Linked DNA regions of Mus musculus: regions 1 and 3 are each linked to region 2. The links are chromatin contacts, called in public HiChIP or PLAC-seq and promoter capture Hi-C maps. All regions are on one chromosome and are shown on one strand. Each heading gives the region's core, a stretch centred on a gene start, on an enhancer-like site or on the middle of the called end of the contact. The rest is flanking DNA. Distances are from core to core; before and after follow the strand shown.

The links. Promoter capture Hi-C pulls out the DNA fragments that hold promoters and counts their contacts. HiChIP or PLAC-seq counts read pairs in DNA pulled down with a chosen protein or histone mark.
Region 1: a contact with region 2 is called in an H3K27ac HiChIP or PLAC-seq map of extraembryonic endoderm stem cells, with 8 times the contacts expected there. The contact joins the promoter of Champ1 here to the promoter of Cln8 in region 2. A contact is called at or near these places in 12 of 39 promoter capture datasets (the 3T3-L1 cell line, cranial neural crest, embryonic stem cells and 8 more), 13 of 115 datasets of contacts at active chromatin or transcription factors (embryonic forebrain, embryonic stem cells, extraembryonic endoderm stem cells and 6 more) and 1 of 9 other capture datasets (adipose tissue).
Region 3: a contact with region 2 is called in a promoter capture Hi-C map of embryonic stem cells, with 3 times the contacts expected there. The contact joins the promoter of 1700029H14Rik here to the promoter of Cln8 in region 2. A contact is called at or near these places in 4 of 39 promoter capture datasets (embryonic stem cells, hippocampal neurons, pre-B cells and 1 more).

What each region holds. Positions count from the first base shown.
Region 1 is chr8:13,867,569-13,871,036 of GRCm38.p6, reverse strand. Champ1 (chromosome alignment maintaining phosphoprotein 1) reads right to left here and starts at 1,396. Exons shown (of 2, transcript NM_181854.2): 1 at 1,226-1,396.
Region 2 is chr8:14,886,706-14,890,230 of GRCm38.p6, reverse strand. Cln8 (CLN8 transmembrane ER and ERGIC protein) reads right to left here and starts at 1,695. Exons shown (of 3, transcript NM_012000.3): 1 at 1,113-1,695.
Region 3 is chr8:13,560,956-13,564,311 of GRCm38.p6, reverse strand. 1700029H14Rik (RIKEN cDNA 1700029H14 gene) reads left to right here and starts at 1,851. Exons shown (of 9, transcript NM_025601.3): 1 at 1,851-2,153. The coding sequence starts at 1,964.

The DNA of each region.
Region 1 (3,468 bases), core at 147-2,646, 1.0 Mb after region 2:
ATCACAGCAACAGAAAGCAACCTAGGATGTTGGCACTATTAGTCTACGTATATACTAATAAGACTGTTCTTTCTTTTTTTAAAAAAAGATTCATTATTATACATAAGTACACTGTAGCTGTCTTCAGACACCCCAGAAGAGGGCATCAGATCTCATTACAGATGGTTGTGAGCCACCATGTGGTTGCTGGGATTTGAACTCAGGACCTTTGGAAGAGCAGTCAGACCTCTTAACCATTGAGTGATCTCTCCAGCCCAAGACTGTTTTTTCTTATTATTATTTTATTATATATAAGTACACTGTAGCTGTCTTACAAATGGTTGTGAGCCACCACGTGGTCACTGGGATCTGAACTCAGGGCCTTTGGAAGAGCAGTCAGTGCTCCCAACCACTGAGCCACCATCTCTCCAGCCCATAAGACTGTTCTTTATGAATAGCCTTTTTTTTTAAGGTTATACATTTTTGACTGGTTGTTTTTCTTTAAAAACTACAACAACAACAACACAAAGCACAAATAACCCTTACGTTTCTACACGTTTTCCAATTCCATTAACAACTTGTGTTGATCAGTGAGCTAATTTGTAACAAGTGTCACTTTTTTGTTCCCAAGTCCTGGGATGGAACCCAAGGCCTCACTCTTGCTAAGCACGGGCTCACCATCGAGCCGCAGCGTCAGCCTAATTTAGGAGATCCACAGTTTACAGGAGAGACAGTGCATGGCCACGTGTGTGCCACTAACAGTGTAGCTAATGGCTCTGAGTTCCTTGTGTTCTTGACAAGCAAGATCCGTTGACCTGGGGGTAGAACTTCTGGGCACCGAGCGATCTTTAGATTAATTAAATGTTTGGGAATACTAGATTGGCACCGGTTTACACTCCACAGTCAAGTGCCAAAGCGCTGGCCCTTTCTCGGGAAAACACCCCGCTAGGCTGCAGCCATCCATCCGAAAGGGTACCTGGGCGAGGCTAAGCCCGGATACGGTCCACGTCCAGAGACCTTCGGAGCCTCGGGACAGCAGCCCTAAAGCAGATTCCAGACCGATACCGCCCCCTCCCATCCTGTGCGCCGCCACGCAAGAAAAACACAAGGCTGGCCCCGGAGGCGGAGAGCAAGGATGAGGCCACCGGGCGCTCCGGCCTCCAGGCCGCGCCAAGCGCACCACGGCGCCCGCCCTCCCGCCGAACCCTGCAGCCCGTACCGAGGCGCCCGCCCGCCCGCTCCTCACCATCCGGCGAGGCGTCCTGAAGTGAAGAGGAGGAAACGCCCACAGGAAACTCTGGGCTGGCTGTGCGGCCTCGGGAATGGCGGCTGGACGCAGGACCAGCCGGGAAGTACCGCGCGCTCGCACCGGAAGTGCCGTCGCGTGCCTCCGGGTCGCCCCCTTCCCCCGGCCCCTAAGGTTCCCAGCTGGGCTGTGCCGGAGGAAGCAAGGGCCCAGCCCCAGGCCTGGGCTTCTGTCTCTTTGCTTAACCCCTCTTTTGATTGTTTGGGTTTTTTGTTTGTTTGTTTGTTTGGTAGGTTCGTTTTGATTATTTTTGTCTTTTGATTTGTTCCTTCCTAATAAGGATGCGTTCATTCATTCATTCCAATAAGACATACTGTCTAAACTAGAAATACAAGGCAAATACAAAGCTTTTCGAAGGCAGTAAACAGGTTTCATGTCTCCAAACACAAAACTCTAAAAATTGGCTTCAATTGCAATTGAAATGTATTCACTTTTAGTTTTAGTATTAGTCTGTTTGCTTTGAAAGATTGTGAGGACCTAGTTTACCTTACTTTATACACCTATGTAATTTCTTAAGCTTTTGCCTTTTTGTTGTTATTGGTGGTGGTAGTGGTTTGATTCCTTGCATTTTGGACTTGAATGATGATAGAAATGAACCCAGGGCCACCTTATTTAAGCATCCCACGCTGTCTGACACATAACACATTAGTGACTTTGTTTTTTTTTAAGACCGTCTCTCCCTATGTAGCCCTGATATCCACCTGTCTCTGCCTCCTTTCAGGTGCTGGGCTCAAAGGCACGAGCCACCACAAGCATTCCTAACCCACTTTTGGGAATCCATGACCGTTTGCACCAACAGTCACTGTCTAAGAGTCAGCAAGCACACTTCTTGATCCCAAGTGCTGGGATTAAAGGTGAGTGCCGCTAGGCATGGTGGTGCACGCCTTTAATCCCAGCACTCGGGAGGTAGAGGCAGGCAGATTTCTGAGTTTGAGGCCAGCCTGGTCTACAAAGTGAGTTCCAGGACAGCCAGGGCTATACAGAGAAACCCTGTCTAGAAAAACAAAAAAAATCAAACAAACAAAAAAAAAAATGAGTGCCACCACTGCCCAACTTGTTTTCAATTTTTGAGGTGCTGGAAGTCTAACCCTTGTTATTCTAAGTGAGGATGTTTGGCACCTTCAAGGAACTTAGGGGAGGAAAGGGTTTACTTTATAAGATACTGAGGAAACTCAAGGCAGGAACCTTGAGTAAGCAGAGACCTTGGTGCTATTCCTAGCTGGCTTTCTTCTAGATGGCTTGTTACCTTCCTTATACAGCCTAGGCCCACCTGCCCAGGTACGGAACAGCCCCCAGTGTGTGGGGGTCTCCCCACATAAGTTAGCAATCAAGAAAATGCTCCACAAAAATGCCCACTAGTGCTCTTACACTCTTGCCTCTCTTGCCTCTCGCCCCCTTGTTCCTCATCTCTCCCCATTCCCTTCCCCTTTCTCTCCATATGTTCATGGCTGGCCTCTGCTTCTCTGCTCTCTCCTTCTCTCTGCCTCTCTCTGCCTCTGCTACCCTCTTAACTCCCCTCCCCATGCCCTGAATAAACTCTATTCTATACTAAAAAAAAAAATGTCCAATAGTCAATCTGATGCAGAAAATCCCTCTGTTGAGGCTCTCTACAGATATCCTAGTGCTCTGAAGAATAAGGCCAGGGCCCCAGGCTGACAGCATCTGATGCTGAGTCCTGAGGCAGGTCTGAGGAATCTAGCAAGTGCCCAGAAGGCACCAGAACTGCTTCTGGCTGGAGAACCCCATTGTGAGAATTATACTGTAGTGGACAGATGATTTTGCTTGTTAAGGTTCTGTTGCATATTAAGCCAGGAAGGACTTGAGCAATGGCTCAGTAGTTAAGAGCATTGGCTGCCCTTCCAGAGAATCTGGGTTCTTCTCTTCCTGGAACCTGTTTGGAGCCAGGTTAATCCAAGGCTTCCTCAGAGGTTCCAATGAAAGGACAAAGGGAACATTAGTTCTGTGTCCTTGCCAAGAGGCTGACTTGGTAGGTCTAGTTTGGGGCTAGGGCCGGGACCTGAAAGGAGTTAAAGTTTCAGTCCCTGGGAAGCCAACATTCCTTTCTCCTTTACCCCCACTCCCAGGGTATGGTCTTAAGGCAGCTGTGTCTATGTTCTCTTTGCCAACACTGATTTAGCTTTCTGTTGACCTTGGCCCATTTCCTGCTACTAAGAGAATGTAAG
Region 2 (3,525 bases), core at 446-2,945:
GACATGTATGCTTAACAAAGCTGAAAAGAAAACGTATAAGCCTGGAAATAGAGAACTGAAACCCGTTCTCCTCCGAGAGAGCCCTAAGCAATACCACGGGTTTGGGGGCACATGCTGAGTCAGTCTTTCTCTAGATAAAACGTTTCCTTTTTATTAACAGAAAGGAATAAACACACGGCAGCTGTTTACTCTGCCTTTGCCTTTTGCAGCACATCGGGCATGCCCCTCACTAATCCTGTCCCACGTGGTTCTCAGTGGCCTAAGAGAAACACTACTGGGACTTATTTACCTATCCACTAACTATCCTAGCCGGATTCTCCAGATTCTCACTATCCGAAGAGATTCGGTCCTGAATAGCACAGGGAGAGCTTTCAAGGTCTAGGAGCTTTGTTTCCATAACAACTAGCACCTAGAGGCTAGGGCGGGTCTACCAGAGCTTGGGTGGGTGTAGTGGAATCTCATATTTTCAGAATATCTGAGGTTTCCTTAATCATAGCCTTTCCCACTCTTCCTAGAGAAAAGTTTAAATAAAAAAATACAAAACACGGGAACAAGTCCAGTGTATAGCTACAGATTTCATACATAAACACGGTCAGAAAACAAATATCGATACCGACATGAATTCAAACAGTACTTAGGAGCAGCCACCTACTCTGTCATTCCGACGACTCTGAAAGCCTTCTAAAAGGGCTTAGGCACCCTTTTCTAAGGCAGCAGCACCCTAGCCCCAGGACCTCCCACGGTGTGCTGAGAGCTAGGGGTCCTTCCTATTCCCGCTCCCCTTCACTAAGTGCTGACACCACCCAGTCCTACCTCGCGGAGATCTGACCAACATCGCCTTTCACCCTCTGGTCCCATGATGATCCACACTCAAGTTCCTCATCCCCTAGCACTGTACAGACCTAGCCCAGCGACCGTGGTCCATCACTTTGCTGCCCCAAGTTCTCTTGCGACCCAGGTCGACCTATCCAGTCGGACCCAGTCTGAATCGTCCACCCGCGCCCACGGTGGCCCAGGACCTATACACCAAATGGAATGCTTCCTCCTCGGGTGGCCAAGCAAAGACTGCGCTGCTGCAGGCAGGTGTATACAGGGTGCCCTTCACGTCTCACCTGCATTCAGGTGAGCAGAAGGGGGGCGCCGCCTCTTGGTCCATCAGCTGCTTAGACTCGCTGTCCCAGGAGCTCCTGAGCCGTAGACACACCTCGTGACCGGAGCCAGATAGAATACCGGTCGCTGAGTGGCACTGGAGACTAGGGCCCCACGCCCATCTGTGTCCCCGCCTCAGCTGGGCACCCCGCTTTCAGGCCATCCCGCCCCTAGCACCGGAGAAATCACCCACGACAGTGTCGCGCGCTGAGCAAACACTATCCACTGCGCACGCGCACTGCTGAAGCCCTAAGCCTCGCCTCCCTAGGACGCTACCAAGGTAGACTCGGGGGGCACGAGTTGGGGTAGGATCATCCCATCCAGCGCCATGGGGGTGCCTGGAGCAGGCTACACAGTTCGCAGCGCGCTATGCTAGATTTGACTATCGTAGCTCAAGTTGGTGCTGGGACCTTAAGAGTGGTACGGAGGGATCAGTGGAGGAATTCCTCAACCCCCACCCCAACTGACCTTCCACGATCCTCTGTGTGGACCGTCCCCCAAGACCCTCCTACGTACACCCCTTCACTCCCTGTCCCTTCCCTCTTTCCTAAGTCCCTAAGGCCTCTGACGTCAGAGCGCAGAGGTGAAACGCAAGCGCACGCGTCTCCTGGTTGGTGCTGCCAGAGCTCCAGGCGACTGCATGGAGTCGAAAAACTTGCTCAGGCCGACAAAATGGACCGCACTGTGTCCCTTGCTACAGCAGCATTGTCTTCCAGGCGGTGGTAACCAGCTCCTGTCTGCACAAGTACAGTTCGGGCTTACGGTCCCTTAGGAAAAGGTGGCTGTGAGGCGTGTGCAGAGCTACCCTGTGCTCCTGCTAAGAGCCGAAGCTAATTCAGAGCCAGCATTATGAGAAGAGCAAAGACCTCCCGACCCATTCCATGTACCTACTAACCAAGCGGGGCTGGTAGGGTAGCGGTGAGAGGTGCGGAATCAGTCCCCTCTCTCTGAGCAGATAATCAGCACTTAGTACCCTCATCTACCTAGCATAGCAGGAAAACCAACCTGGCTCGGGATTCACGTCTGGCCTCAGCACTCCTTGTGCAATGTCTGCTAGTCAGGTGCTTGCAATTGCCTGGCCCTTATCTAGACAGGGCAATTGCCCACCCTACCCTGGATTGCAGACAGGTGGCCACATAACAGAGTCCTCCCTAGAGCCCTTTATCATACCATATCTTGATAATTAACAAGATAGCTGGTTTAAAAGACTAGAAGGAATAGCGTCCTGTACATACCCACCCTCCTGGTTCTGATATTGTCTCTGAACACCCAGGAATTGCAACATAGTTAACCAGGCCACCTGCAGAAATACCTTTGAGAAACATCACACAAGATGGATAGAATGGCTAATGAGCTGTGACTTCAGCCCTGTGCCCCTGTGACTTGTGATAAGGGTCCCTTTACAGCAAAGATTTTACACCGACGTTCAAGTTCTGTTATTTTCCTGAGGTTTCATCAATATTTGGTGCACCCCAGAGTCCATGGTTGGCACCTTAGTTTTTCCACTTGGCTGGTATGAGCAATAACATAGTTTCAAGACCACCCTAAGCTGCTTGAAACCCTGTGTCAAAATAACAAGAGAGATCTGGGTGTGTAAACAGCGTTTAGTAATACTGACCTTTGGCCAGGTGGAGATAGGAAGGTCAGGGGTTAAAGGTCATCTTCAGGGAAGGAGTTGATTTTAAGGTCAGCCTGGGTTAGACTGTTTACAAACACACCTTTCCTATCTGACCGCAGTTCCTGCATCATCACCTGCAAGTTTGCACCCCAGGCACTGTTTCCATCTGGCCAGCCTGGCTGGATGTCTCCTCTAAGCCCTCCTTAAGCCTCTCTTGTGTCAGGTTCCCACACCACACAGCTCACTCATCCATCCAGATGTTACAGTTGCCTGTCCCAGGCACTATGACCTCGACTGTTAGTCTCAGGCAGTTGCCCTCTGTTACTGTGTCATAGGCCGTTTGGAGAAGGCAAACTGGAATGACTTTAATGGAGGTGGGGGGGGGGGTTAATTTAACCCTCATTTCCTGGTAGCAAAATGTACTCATTGCGATATTTCATTGTTTCTTCAAGAAGACATCTCTTTCTACCATGCGAGTCCTGGGTATTAATGTTCAGTGTGGCATGCCCAGAAATACACACAAATAAAATAATAAACAGATTATTTTTTTCTTACAAGGCATTAGCAGGTAGACAATAAGAATTCTCTTGCCAGGTATTTGAAAGAGAGAAGGAGTGGGGGTGGGGTGGTATATGTGAGAGGAAGGGAGGGGAGAAATGATGTAATTATATTATCTCAAGAAAAAAAAGAAGGCATTTCTCCTATCTAATTCTTGCTTTTGGACTCAAATGTGGTGGAGTTCTCAAAGGGGTGTGTCT
Region 3 (3,356 bases), core at 602-3,101, 1.3 Mb after region 2:
TTCTGTAGACATCTTTTTACAATGTCCAACAGTGTATTTGAAAAGTGCTTTTGTTCCTGACTTCCTTTGTCCTGCTAATATAAAAACTTCATGGGCTGGAGATACTTCAGTGCTAAGAGCACATCTTGCTATTAGAGTTTAGTTCCCCACGCTCAAATCGGATGCCTCGTGACTGTCTGCACATCCGGGAGATCCAGCACCCTCTTCTGGGCCACGCCAGCACCTGCACTCACATGCGCGCATAACTAGAATCGAGTTTAAGAAACTATAGTTATTAATATGACACAGCCAGTCCCCCCCCCAATAACCGAGGCAGAGTCCTATGGATTATTTCATTCTGTCTTGTACAATTATTGGGGAATTACCCCTAATCTATATTTCTATAGATTATTATACTTAATTTCCCAGCTGCACTCCCCCAATACTTGCGGTTTGACTCTTCTCCAGTCGTATCTGATCTTTATTGATCTTTAACAATTTGGAAGGACTCCATAGCTTTTCTTTTCCTATGGAACAAATGTAAAATCTCCCAACATAACATACCTTCTTTTTTCTGCATGGAGTTATTTTTATTTTTATCTGCTAATCTAATGCAGCAATCCTTTCTAACTTCACGTGGCTGCCTGTATTGTTCTCAGCTGCTCTCCTCCAAAGCAAAAATTGGCTGTTCGAATCCCACCTCAGTTACTTCTGGTCCAGAAGTCTGACCTGGGGTTGGGGGTGGGGTGGGGGTGCGTTTCATTTGGGCACCTGATCCTGCTCCATCACATGTAATGGGAGTCTCCGGTTCCCTCTTCATCCACCCTCTTTCTCCTCCTCGTGGTCCCCACCTGCAACCCCCAGCCCAGTGTCTGAAACCGCATCTTTCATATTCTCCCCAGTAACTGGCTATAGCCACCTTTATTTAGCCAGTGGTTTTAAATTGGGGAGCAAGGTTTTCATAGCATCACTGGTATACATAAGGATCTGCTCACTGGGCACAACCAGGTCTTGGGAGCCAGTATTTAGCATTTGAATACACAGCAGCACCAGACCAATCCCTAACACGTATCCACATAACACATATCCACACGCAGACATACACATACTCATAATTTAAAAGAAAAAAATTTGTCCAACGGTTAGTAGGTTGGAACACTGAGTTTGTGTTCGTTTGAATGTGCTCTGAGGCAGTGGTCACTTGTATTTAGCTGTAAAGCAAATGTCTATCCCCTCAGGGGAGAGTTGTATGCTATGTTGGCACCAGGGGGGAGCCCCAATCCACTGTGTTTGCTGTCATAGAGGAGCTGAAGAAACAGATTGGGGGGATAGTCCATGAAGATGACATCTGTAGACCCTGGGAGAGGCTGCAGGGGAGACATCCCTGCCCCTCCTTGATTTCTAGCCTTCAGCTGGGAGACATGTTCCCAACTGAGGTCGAGGTCCTGTGTGGGCAGGTTTCTCTGTCTGTGTAAGTCATCAAAATGTCTCCCACCAAGCCCTGCTCTCAGTGGTAAGTTTTGACCCACGGGCCTGAATGTAAACCAGATCACACTGCCCCAGGGCCATTTATTTTCCTGACTCTGCTTCCTGCCATCCTCACGCCCATAGAAACAGGAAGATTCTCAAATGGGAGAGAGCACTGGCTTCAGGAGCACACATTTGTGAGACACTGCCATCTAGAAGCCCCTCGCTGTTAAAGAATACCGAAGTACAGGAAAGTGGCAGATAGCAAACTGCCAAACTCAAAAAAAAAAAAAAAAAAAAAAAAAAAAACCAAACCAAAAAACCTAGAGCCAGCATGACCTCTGGGACAGCCCTCAACAACCATCCAGCTCTATCTTGTGATGTCACAGCAGCGTCATAGCAACAGTGAGTGAGATCGCGCTGGACCACTTTGCTGGCAGAGAGGCAGGGAGAGGCTGGCAGAGATGCCTTTGGTCTGAGGCTGTGCTGGTGACGCCCTCCTTCCCTCTGGGTCAGGATGGAGAAGGACCCCGCCGCGCACAGGAAGCACCGGCCTGGGCCTGGCGCCCTGCCCTCAGGAATAACCCCTGCATACCTCAAGGCCGCCAGTGACGGGGCGGAACTCCAGAGGAGCAGGAGTGTGGGTGGCTTGCACCAGAAGGGGGATCCACCAGTCTGCATCAGGAAGCTGCTACGCAAGGAGCTAGGTAAGGGGTGGCTCCCTCCTGGAGGACTGGGAGGGCAGGCAGACCTGGCCCAGCCTTAAGAAAGTACAGTTTGTGGACATCTGGACATGGGCAGTAGGTGTATCATGCAAGACACATTGCCATTAGGAGAAGGTAGCTGGTTTCCAACTCCAGAACTGCACCAAGCAATGGAAACCCTGCCTTTCTTTTGACCGCTCTTTGCTTGGGGCTTTTCTTAATAAGAAAGATCAGGGCTGGAAGAGTCTCCTAATAGTTAGCGTCTTCTGGAACACAGTCACATGTGTACATGTTTCTGGGAGTGTGGGGAGCTTCCAGTCCTTTTATCTTACATATGGGTGTTTTGCCTGCACGTGTGTATGTACACTATGGACATGCAGTGCTGCAGAGACCAAAAGAGGGCCTTGGATCCCCTGGCATTGGAATTAGACTTGAGTCCCATGTGCGTTTTGGAAATCAAAATTGAGACCTTTGGAATTACATTGAGCACCGTTTCTCCAACCCTCCCCGTCCATTTTTAAATCTTCTGAAAATAAGTCACCAGCAGACCTCCTATCAGGCACCTTCATTATTTGACCCTCTAGACTGTTATCTGAGGCTGGGATTGAACTGAAACCTACCCTTTTTTCTCCCTGGGGCATGTGAGAACTGCCAAGGTCTGAATTACAGTGCAGAGCTGTGTAACATCCCTCAGCCCTGGCCAGAAGGCCTCAGCCTTCTGCTTCTCACTGTTGGGACATCCACAGATGTCAACAACTCTGAGTACAGCACTTCAGACAATGCAGAGACAAGCACGGGATCTCCTGAGAAAGGGACACAGGGTACAGACCAAGGCCAGGTGTGCTAAGTACAAGAAGGGACAGGCTCCTTTCTGGAAAGGAGGCAGGTGGCTAAGCAGCCGGCATCTCTATGAGAGAAGGCATGGGAGATTGGGGTGAGGTTTGAAATGGATGGAAAGACTAAGAGGATCAACTGGTGAGGAAGTTTGTCCTGTACTTCCCTCAACTAGCCTGCAAGTTAACCCCCAGGAAAGGGCCAGCCAGCTCTGTAAGGGAGCCCTCCAACTCACGCTCTGGGCTTGATCTATAAGAACTCTTCTCTAGCACTTTGGAATTTCTGTCTGAGTCACAAAGCCACTGTGGGGAACAGGTAATTCCAGCTGAGGTCTGGCCCAGACGGCAACTCTGGGGGAGAGCCCAGAATATA